2 separate regions of the Mus musculus genome follow, and region 2 is linked to region 1. A link is a contact called in public Hi-C data. All regions are on one chromosome and are shown on one strand. The core of a region is the stretch at or near the end of the contact, and the rest is flanking DNA. Distances in the headings are between cores, read along the strand shown.

What was found. A called contact is a pair of places that touch in the nucleus more often than the background predicts.
Region 2: a contact with region 1 is called in a Hi-C map of the N1E-115 cell line, with 7 times the contacts expected there. The contact joins the promoter of 9530059O14Rik here to the enhancer-like site in region 1. A contact is called at or near these places in 6 of 484 Hi-C or Micro-C datasets (the N1E-115 cell line, cerebral cortex, cortical glia and 2 more) and 2 of 115 datasets of contacts at active chromatin or transcription factors (embryonic fibroblasts and embryonic stem cells).

What each region holds. Positions count from the first base shown.
Region 1 is chr9:122,533,010-122,538,965 of GRCm38.p6, reverse strand. No RefSeq gene overlaps it. Among named protein-coding and RNA genes, the nearest start is that of 9530059O14Rik, 37 kb to the left of the region's middle. Within about 2 kb of position 4,250, at least 24 of the 459 cell types and tissues checked have an H3K27ac peak or open chromatin away from gene starts, as enhancers often do. A contact at or near this core is called in the N1E-115 cell line, cerebral cortex, cortical glia and 1 more, where this site is marked.
Region 2 is chr9:122,571,084-122,576,815 of GRCm38.p6, reverse strand. 9530059O14Rik (RIKEN cDNA 9530059O14 gene) reads right to left here and starts at 4,315. Exons shown (of 2, transcript NR_015610.2): 1 at 4,052-4,315.

The DNA.
Region 1 (5,956 bases), core at 3,001-5,500:
TAGCGAGGACAGGTAGCACTGGGTATAATCAGATGGCAGGAGGCAAGTGTGAGAACATAAGCAACAGAAACCAAGGTTACTTGGCATCACCAGAACCCAATTCTCCCACCATAGCAAGTCCTGGATACACCATCACACCGGAAAAGCAAGATTTGGATCTAAAATCACTTCTCCTGATGATGATAGAGGACTTTAAGAAGGTCATACATAACTCCCTTAAAGATATACTAAAAAAGACAAGTAAACAGCTAGAAGCCCTTATCGAGGAAACACAAAAATCCTTTAAAGAATTACAGGAAAACACAATCAAACAGGTGAAGGAAATGAACAAAACCATCCAAGATTTAAAAATGGATATAGAAACAATAAAGACATCACAAAAGGAGACAACCCTGGAGTTAGAAAACCTAGGAAAGAGAGCAGGAGTCATAGATGCAAGCATCACCAACAGAATACAAGAGATAGAAGAGAGAATCTCAGGTGTAGAATATACCATAGAAAACATTGATACAACAGTCAAAGAAAATGCAGAAAGCAAAAAGCTCTTAACCTAAAACATCCAGGAAATCCAAGACACAATGAGAAGATGAAACCTAAGGATAATAGGTACAGAAGAGAGCTAAGATTCCCAACTTAAAGGGCCAGTAAATATCTTCAACAAAATAATAGAAGAAAACTTCCCTAACCTAAAGAAAGAGATGCCCATGAACATACAAGAAGTCTACAGAACTCCAAATAGATTGGACCAGAAAAGAAATTCCTCCAGTTACATAATAATCAAAACACCAAATGCACCAAACACAGAAAGAATATTAAAAGGTCAAGTAACATATAAAGGCAGGCTTATCAGAATTACACCAGACTTCTAACCAGAGACTATGAAAGCCAGAAGATCCTGGGCAGATGTTATACAGACCCTAAGAGAACACAAATGCCAGCCCAGGCTATTATACCCAGCAAAACTCTCGATTACCATAGACAGAGAATTCAAGTTATTCCATGACAAAACCAAATTTACACAATATCTTTCCATAAAATCAGCCCTACAAAAGATAATAAATGGAAAACACCAACACAAGGAAGGAAACTATATCCTAGAAAAAGCAAGAAAGTGATCTTTCAATAAACCCCAAAGAAGATAGCCACACAAATATAATCCCACCTCTAACACCAAAATAACAGGAAGTAACAATCACTTTTCCTTAATATCTCTTAACATCAATGGACTCAATCTCCCCCAAAAGACATAGACTAACAGACTGGATACATAAACAAGACCCAGCATTTTGCTGCATACAGGAAATGCACCTCAGTGACAAAGGCAGACACTACCTCAGAGTAAAAGGTTGGAAAACAAGTTTCCAAGCAAATGGTCCCAAGAAACAAGCTGGAGTAGCCATTCTAATATTGAATAAAATAGACTTTCAACCAAAAGTTATCAAAAAAGATAAGGAAGGACACTTAATACTCATCGAAGGAAAAATCTACCAAGATGAACTCTCAATTCTGAACATCTATGTTCCAAATGCAAGTGCACCCACATTCATAAAATAAACTTTACTAAAGCTCAAAGCACACATTGTACCCCACACAATAGTAGTGGGAGACTTCTACATCCCACTCTCAGCAATGGACAGATCATGGAAACAGAAACTAAACAGAGACACAGTGAAACTAACAAGTTATGAACCAAATGGATCTAACAGATATTTATAGAACATTTCATCCTAAAGCAAAAGAATATACCTTCTTCTCAGCAGCTCACAGTACCTTCTCCAAAATTGACCATATAATTGGTCATAAAACAGGCCTCAACAGATACAAGAAGATTGAAATAATCCCACGCACCCTATCTGATCACCACGGACTAAGGCTGGTCTTAAATATCAACAAAACAATGGAAATCACACATATACATGGAAGCTGAACAATGCTCTACTCAATGATAACTTGGTCAAGGAAGAAATAAAGAAATTAAAGGCTTTTTAGAATTTAATGAAAATGAGGACACATCATACCAAAACTTATGGGACACAATGAAATCAGTGGTTAAGAGGAAAACTCATAGCTCTAAGTGCCTCCAAAATGAAACTGAAGAGACCTTACACTAGCAGCTTGACAGCACACCTGAAACAAAAAGAAGCAAATACACCCAAGAGGAGTAGATGGCAGGAAATAATCAAACTCAGGGCTGAAATCAACCAAATAGAAACAAAAAGAACTATGCAAAGAATCAACAAAACCAGGAGCTGGGTTTTTGAGAAAATCAACAAGATAGATAAACCTCTAGCCAGACTAACCAGAGGGCACAGAGGCAGTACTCAAAATAATAATATCAGAAATAAAAGGGGAGACATAACAATGAAACATATCTTAAAATAATTATTCTGCTTGTTGAACGTTAACAGTTGAAAATATTAAAATCATGTTCTTCAAACATCATGGAAATATTGTTAAACTGTGCTTGAAATGAGCATTTTCTTAATATTTAACTTCAAAGAATTTTGCTGTTTTGAAATTTTTAAAATATACTTACTGATAAAAATAATTTCTCTCCTAGAAACACTGGTAATCTTTTTAAAGTAAACTGATTGTTAGACAATGTACACAGATATATAATGTATTTTAAATACTCTCTTACTATGTCAGGTGGTATCATATAAGGGCTTTTGAATATATTTCTTAATTATTCATTTTTAATATGTTATGTTCTTTTACTATGCTTTAATCCCAAAGAATATTTTGTATGTTTTGAAACAATTTAGTATTCAATATTAGATATAGGATCCTCAGTTATGCATAGTAGTAAATATTCATTAATAGTTTTGGGGTATGAAAGGATATGAATACAAAAGTTGAACAATTTTTATGTATTATTTGATTCTCAAAATACTTAATATTCTTAATATGTTTGATGTATAAAATGCTTTTAAATAATAAAAAAATTAAGAAAAAAAAAAGAAACAGGGTCTTAGAATGGAGGTGGCTTTAGATCCTCAATCCTTCCGCTCCTACCTCCCCAGTGCTGAGATTACTGGCATACCCCACCATGCCTGGGCTGTGCCCTTGTTTTAGCCCAAACAGCCCAGCATTTATCTTCCTGATACTGGGGCTCTATCCAGTATCCACTGACTGAGGCTACATGGCCCAAATTCCTGGGTTCACCTGGATTTCGAGGTCTGCCTGTCCCTGAGCCCGAGTGACCCAGCATCTCTGGCTTGGCTGTGACAGGATGCTTTGTCACTGTAGGCTGACGCAGAGGCAGTCTCCCACTGCAAGTCTCTCAGCTGCTATGAGTCTAGAAATATTATTAGAGAATGTGCGTCTCTCCTTCAGCCTCTCCCCTGAACAATGTGAACAGGAAGGTCTCTGCAGAGTTCATGGGTATCATGAACTCCCCCAGGAGGCTTTGGTTCATGCTTGACAGCTATCTTCGGGGCCACAGGGAGGATCCCACTCATGACAGGTACATGATGGAGCTTGCATGTTGTTCAAAGAGTATTTAAACGCTAATTGAAAAACCAGAGATTTCATGTCACATTTTAGATACTTGGCTTTTCTGGGGGGAAAAAAACATGTCAGCTGTCAGCAGCCCCCAGCCATGTGTCCATATGCAATTCAGCTCACCTACAGGGCTGATTAGCTGTGGGCCTTACCTGGTTCTACCTGTCCATCCATCCTGCTGCTCATTCCTGCCTGTGGCATTACTGCAGCCTGGGTTTTGTGAGCATGGGCATATGTAATGAGATATAATCAGAGTTTCTGATGCTGCTGCAAACAGAGTGGGTGTTCACTGTGGGTGCCTCCCACATTGTCAGGCCTGTCACATGGGCATGAGCTTGGTCTTCACAGCACCAGAAGAAAGACTGCGGATGGTGTGACCTCAGATGTCATTTGTCACAGGCTGCATCACTGAAAGCAGGCAGGCTTCTGTCCTGGCCTTTAGAGACAACTGGTTGTGATTAATTTCAGAGTTGGAGCACTTTATCTCCGTTGGACATGTGAGCTTTTCGGCGACACTGCTATGTGCTCAATTTGCAGGTACTTTAGCCAGTCTGGATTTGGAAATGGACTTACTCCTAAGAAACATCAGACCAGGGCAAACAAGATGACTTAGTGGTACATACACACTCTAAGGTGCTTTTGTTTGTTTGTTTTAACGAAAGGAAACATCAGGCTGGGCCAGGGGACTCCACTTTTCCGCAGTGCTCTAAGGGAATTCTGAGACCGAGCTCTCCCTGCCCCGCCCTGAAATGAGCATGGCAAAAGACCTGCATGGCAGATTATCTCATTAGCGGGGCCCTTGAAGGAGACGATGCTAAGCATGTCGATAATTGTGTCCTTGGTTCGGGGCCAGAACCCCCCTCTCCCTGCCTGGCGGCTTGCCAGCTAAGGGAAGAGACCACAGGCTTCCGCAGCCGTTCTCTGACAGTGCCGCAGAAGTGAGTTATTCTAGTGTGTACGTGGGAAGGGAGGGGGGAGATGGGAAGGAAAGTGAGAAACTGTATATAAGCAAATATTCAAAGAGAAAGAGGGGGAAGCTCGTGTTTATAAAATCATCAATGGGATCCTGCCAGAACCCCAAGTGAGCAGCAGGCTCTGGGGCCCTTCAAAGCCCAGCAGACATTAATTGCCAGCTTCAGTACTGGTACAGCCTGGGCATCCTCAAGAAAATGAGGTGGGTCCCAGTGCCCCTGTTTGTTGCGTGGGAACAGGCATAGGACACTGAAGCTGCATCAGGCCCAGCACCCAGAGGTAGTTTTAACTACCTCTGCAAGCCAACACCTAAGGATGTAGCAGGCTATCTGTGCCAAAGCTGCCTTCAGTGTGACTGGCTTACAGGACAAAGGAAAGAATGATGGAAAGAAGGTAGGAATGGGGAGATGGCTCAGTCAGTAAAGTGTTTGCTGCACAAGCTTGAGGTCCTGAGTTAAGAGACCCAACAACCTCACAACAGGCCAGACATCTGCACCTGTAATCACAGTATTGTGGCATAGAGACAAAAAGATCCTAACCAAGTTCTAGGTTCAGTGACAGACTGCCTCAAAAATAAGGTGGAGATTGAACAAGACACCTAACATCAACCTTTGACTGTCATATGAATGTACATGCATACACACATACACACACATACATATATACATACATACACATACACACATAAGCAATACATATACCTATATATGTACACACATATATGTATATGTACATACACATACATATACACACATGCCCACACATGAACATATACAATAATACACATACACACACGTACACACTCACAAAGATATATAGATACACACACACACATATATCTACAAATATGTATATACATATACATACACAAGCCTACACACATACATGCATACAGGTACACAACACATGTAAAAAACACACTATATACAAATATACATAAACACATACATACCTACACACATATACAACCACACATACACCCCCACACATATATACATAACATACATACATACACACATAAACATACCTATACATATACACACACATGCACACATGCATGTACACATACCCATACAGGTGCACCAAGACACATACACACACATACACATACACACATATACATACATATATATGTACATACATACATACACACATAAACATACCTATACATATAAACACACATGCACACATGCATGTACACATACCCATACAGGTGCACCAAGACACATACACACACATATACATACATATATATGTACATACATGCATACATACATACACACATATGCATACAGGTGCACCAACACACGTGCACACAAAAGCCAGGTGAGTTTTTACAAAGAAAGAAGGGCAAGAAGGGACATAATAAGCTGGTTAACACCCAGGCAACCTTGCTGCTAAGTGAGAGTCATTTTTTCCTGCAGGCTTCCTTCCCCTTCTTCACATTTCACCAGTTCTAATATGGGCACCCTTCCCTTCC
Region 2 (5,732 bases), core at 3,066-5,565, 38 kb before region 1:
AGCTACCCACAGTATTTTGACCCCAAGCTTTCAAATTAGCATCCTAAAAAAAAAAAAGACATTTTGAGACACTGAAAAAAGTCGGAGGGTCTTGATGGTCCAGAGATAGCCCAGCTAAATGGAATCAGAACCTAATTTCTACTGAAAGACACAAATAAAAATGCTTCTGACAACCCCAGAGTCTCCTCAAAATGAAAATCAACTAACCCTGAGCAGTAAATTCATCTGTGTGGGATGCGAGTGCATTTGACAGAATGTGCACGCAAGGCGCATTCTTGAATCCTGCAGAAATATCTGTGCAACGATTTAATGTCATTTCAAATGAAAGGAGCTGCAATTCCAAATGTTGGGGTGGGGAGTGCTGGCTTGCAGCATCTGTGTTTTGTTTGTTTGTTTGTTTGTTTGTTTGTTTGTTTTGAAGGCAAGGTCTGGTCTTGAACATGAATCCTCCTTGCTCTGCTTTTTAGTCTTTCAAGAGTGCTGTATGTGCCACCACACCCAGTTTTCAGGTTTTTAAAGTAAAGCTACTTTTTACTGTCAGACACACTCTTGCACACACACACACACACACATGCACACGCACTCGAGCATGCACATACTCACACATGCGAGAGAGAGAGAGAGAGAGAGAGAGAGAGAGAGAGAGAGAGAGAATAAAAATGTATTAAATTTCAAATACATAAAAAATCTAAAATTCCCTGAAATGGCTGATTTGCAAATTGGGTTTTCATCAAACCACTTATAAATTCAGGTATGATGTGACGTGGGCAGATGAGAAAGATTTCCAGAGGCCCACTCTAAGTCAGATATCAGGCGCCCCCTCCCTTTGTCCTTTAATTTCCTCCAATGTCCTGAAAAAGATGTGTTCATTAGCAACATCTCTCTGGGGGGGGGGGGGGAGAGAGAGAGAGAGAGAGAGAGAGAGATTGATTGAGATTTGCTGGCATGCTTTAGCAGGGCAGGTGTTAATTCAGCCAGGTCGCTGGCTTCATTGAGATGTTCTGGAATGTTCCTCACACAATGCAGTTTATATATCTACTGTAGGAACTCAAGGCAGTAATATTCTGGAACCTTCTCACAGTAAAATCAACAGCAAGCAAGTAGACAGTGCCAGCTTCCTCAGATAATTACTGATGTCTTAGGAAAAGACTCTCTGAAGCATGGCTGCCCAGGCACTAGCATCCAAGCTGAGCGCTAGAGCCAGGATCTGCCCTTGTGAATCCTGAAACTGAGCGCTAGAGCCAGGATCTGCCCTTGTGAATCCTGAAGCTACTGAAATCGATTTGAGTTTTAGAATGACCTGCAATCACAGACAATTTACCTGATTGCTTGTTCCAGGGACTCAAAGCCTTCAAGGTGCTGGGATTTGTAGTTGTGTTTTGTAGATTTAAAAGAGGGGAAGATAATGTAAGGGGGAAGGTGTGTGTGTTGGGGGGACAGAAGGAGCTTTGAACTTAAATTATCGCTTTAAAAAGAAACATGCAATTTTCACTCGGAATAATGGCTGAGGTAAGTGCTAACAGGTCCAGCCAGATCTGGAAATGTGCTATCTCATTCTAGCTGTCAGGTGAGAAATGTCTTTTTCTTCCTTTTAAATAACGTATCTACTTTAAGAATGGATGGTAGGTAGCCAAATGGGCATCTTTCTAGAGAAAAAATTTTTTTAAAGAAAGTAAAAATGATTTAAATTTCTCTTCTTCTTGGTCAGCCCTGCTGTCTGTGCGGATGATACACAGACGGTGGCAGTGAGAATTAGGAATTATGAATTCAGAACGCCTCTTTCTTCAAAGGGCTTATAATACTCTTTCCTATAGATTTGAAATCTTGTCTTTGCAGAGGTGGCTTCCTCTAATCATATGTGGCATGTCCTGACTCAGTTCTTCTTGGTGGAGCTTGCAGTAAAGGGCTAGTGCATCCATTTATTTCTTCTTCCTGTTCTCATGAAGATACCGGATGCTTAACTATCACACATGCTGGCTTATTCTGTATATTACCTGAAAACCTCATTAAAAAACAAACAAACAAAAAGACACTAAAAACCCAAACCCTTATTTTTATTAAGAAATCTTATCAGGAGATCCAACGCCTTTGATGTTTGTTCTCGACGTGTCTTTCAGCCTCCCCGACCTTAAAGTTTAGAAGCAGTTCTCACTCTGTCTTCTCCAACAAAATCAGCCTCTCAGAGTTATTACAAATACTGGTTTGCGAAGCTGACAGGTGAAGTGGAGTAATATTAGGTTTTGAAGGCTGCACAGGAGTCGAAGCCCCTCTCCAACATTAGTGCACATGAGCACAGGCATCACAGAGCCCGATGCTGCCTCGCCCTGCACTGCTGCAATTGCAGGGTTCCTTCCCTGGTGTCATGCAGACACTCAGAAGAAGGGTGGGGCTCCCTGGTCTTGCAGTGTAATGGCAAAGAGATTCTCTGCTGTTCAGAAAACTGAATTGTTCACATTCTGGTTTTCCAATATTCTCCACAAATACCTTGAACATAATGGGGTGGTTAAGACTGTCACTGTTTCTAATGTTACAAGGGAGATGAAAACCTTTGTGTCAGGCCAAATGAGATGTGTGCACCAGTGCAGATGGTGGTTATCAAAATGAAGGGGGTGAATCTAAAAGCCCAAGGAAAATCTCCTAGGGAGGAGACTGATAAGAATGAATATATATATATATATATTATATATATTTATAATATATATATATATATATATATATATATATATATATATATATAATGTGGTTAAGGTCTAGAAGTGAAATCTAACTGTGCTAAGCTCTGCTGGCAGCCTTATGAGTCAGCACACCTCTCAACCCTTCAGCAAGTGCAGCTAGAGTAAATGGGTAAGAGCTGTCTTTGGACACACCCATTCTCTCTCTCTCTCTCTCTCTCTCTCTCTCTCTCTCTCTCTCACACACACACACACACACACACACACACACACACACACCTTTATGCTGCTGGGTGTCTGAATTCAGAGCTTGTATCCCAAACTGCACCCTTCCACCTCCACTGAGAAGACTCAGCTCCAGTGCAGAAGGGCTAGCCTTCAGCTCTCTCCCCAGCGTAATTGGATCAGGGCTTATTTCTTCCTCTAGGGGCAACTCCTACTTCATTTTCTCTCCAGTCTGCATGTTATCAGCTTGACATCCCCTTCAGTGGCACATGACAAATTAAATTGGCCATCACTGTACTCATCAAAGGAGGTTGTCTTCTGTTCCCCAGAAGTCCTGTGTTCTCTCTCTCTCTCTCTCTCTCTCTCTCTCTCTCTCACACACACACACACCTTGGTTTTTATTTATTTCTATTTTTTTCCCTAGGGTTTTGTTTGAAAGGTTATAAGGAACATATGGACCATAAAGCCAAAAGTATAGTCGCAAAATATGACTCAAATACCTACATCTCTACTGCCTTGCATTTAAAACAAAAACTTTACAAAAACGCGAATTAAGTTATTTTCTCCATCTTCCCTCGTAATTCAACACTTTAACGCATATTTTCTGCCAAAAAGTCATAAAGTAAAAATGGTGTATCCTAGGCGCTTCCAAGTCTCACACATCCTTGGCAGAATAACCTGCAGCACAGGGGTAGATCAGAAACGGAGGGGGTTAGCTGGTTAGCAACATCTACAGCCACTGTTTCTTCTCTCCTTGGCATTTCAAGTGGCTTTTGGGGACAGAGTGACGGGACCAACGCAGAGGCTTCGCCCTAGCCCTACCCAGGGCTGATTCTCAAAAGGGCCCCCGCCCCCCACATTCAAACACGCCGGGTGTACCCAGCCTGCGCCAGCTAGCTAGAGCTCCCGGCTCCTATCTGAGTGTCTTTTCAACCTTTGTCAAGTATCTCAAGACAAGAATTCCTCAAATCAAAGCGCTTTCCCAAACCAGGGACTGGGGAAACTCGAAAAAGAGGCCCAGAAGGCGAGTGACTTCGGACTTGTTCTGCAAGCTTGACTTAGTCATTACACCAAACCTCCTGTGCCCTAGAGGATCCCGGGGTTCCCACACAGTAGGAGGGCATCCCATGCCTGCGCTCCCGCTGGGCACTCACCTACTGCTAGAAAAGAAGTCACAATCTGTGGTCCAGACTTCCGCCGCAGAGAAGCCCAGCACGCCCACCCAGAGGGCTAGCGCGCCTCCGCGGGTGGTCGGATCACAGGGTGCCGAGGGTACCCACTGAGGTGGCCGGACATCTGGGTGTCTGAGCGCGCCCTCCGAGGTAGTCTGATCGCTCGCGCCCGGTAGGGCGGTGGGAACCCGGGCAGCTGCTGCGAGGAGCGCTCCCGGGCGGGTCCGCGCCGAGCTCGAGCGAGCGGGCGAGCGGGGCGGGAGGGGCCATTTGTAACCGAGCAGACGCTACCACCGCCCCTTACTCGCGGGGGGCGGGGGCGGGCGGTCAGGTGATGGCGGCCCACCCCGCGCCGCGGAGCCCGGTGGTTCCTGCCCGGGAGGAGCCCCCTGGCGCGCTCTGATTGGAACTCCCGCTGCAGTAGGAGGGGGAGGGGGACACGTGACCGCCCGACTGGGCAGCCGGCGCGCCCCACCCGCTATGGGCACCCCATCTTTCCTCCCGGAAAAGCCGGGGAACACAGGGAAGGCGGGGGAGCACGCAAGGTGCAACCAGCTCCTTTAGCTGCAGTGCCGGGTGATCACCGCAGCTGAACCTGGGAAGGCATTCACACTACCAACCGGCCTTCACAGTCCTCCGCCCTGCCCTTGGCAGTAGAACCCTCCCTCCTCTGCTGCAGCCCCCCCCCCCCCCACACACACACACTGACACTCTGAATAGACCCCACCGGCACTTCATAGTCAAGCGTGACCCCTCCCCTCTCTGTCTCTTTCTGCGCACCGGCGAGAGTGAGTACCCGAGAACAGCTTAAGGCGATGCGATGCATTGCAGACACCGCCCAGTTCCAAGGCTAGAAAACCCCGCAACCCACGACTAGACCACGCCCGGGAATGCCTGATAACTCCAAGGTCTACAAGGTTCTGAACTCGAACAGGCTCCCTCAGGAGAAGGGAACCGCAGTAGAAGGCCCACCCTCCCCAGAGAGGGCAGTGGTCTTCTGAGTGCAAGTCCAGTCCTCAGCCCAGGGGAGCAAAGATCCAATAAAGGTCAAATTAAAACATAAGGTAGTGACGCCGCCAGGGACGTGCCTCATGGTTGTGGGAAGCCGGCAATTAACCACCCACGACCGGGCGTTGCTTTTCTCTCGAATGTGAACGCCCTCGGAGTTGCGCTGTTCCATGCTCGCTCCAGTTCTCTGCAGAGAACGGATTCTGCAGCCTTGCACTCTGCTTCCCCATGACCCCCTCCCTTGGTTGCACCATCCTAGATGGCAGGAATTCAGAGAAAATGCGGTGTCACGTCCGCTGCGACGCCCGTGGACGCGTCTGCGACAACCCCAGCAGCACATGGGGACCGTGAATCTGCTCGCCACTTGGGCCATACTGTGGGCATTCTTATGAGATTATTAGAAGCAAACTGTCTCTCTCTACACTGGCTTCTTTCTAACTTCTGTCCAAGAGAGTTTTGTACTGTATTTGGACGTGGATGCGGTTTTTGGCCAAGGCAGAAACCGCATAGTCCAAAGCACAGATGGGGGAAGAAGGTGGGACTTAATGGTCCCATTGCACTCCAACTTCCCTCTCAACCTCTACCCGCGAAGCAACGCCTCCCTTAACCCAGAGGGTCTTTCCCCAACCCCTTCATGACACTTGTGTGCTTCCCT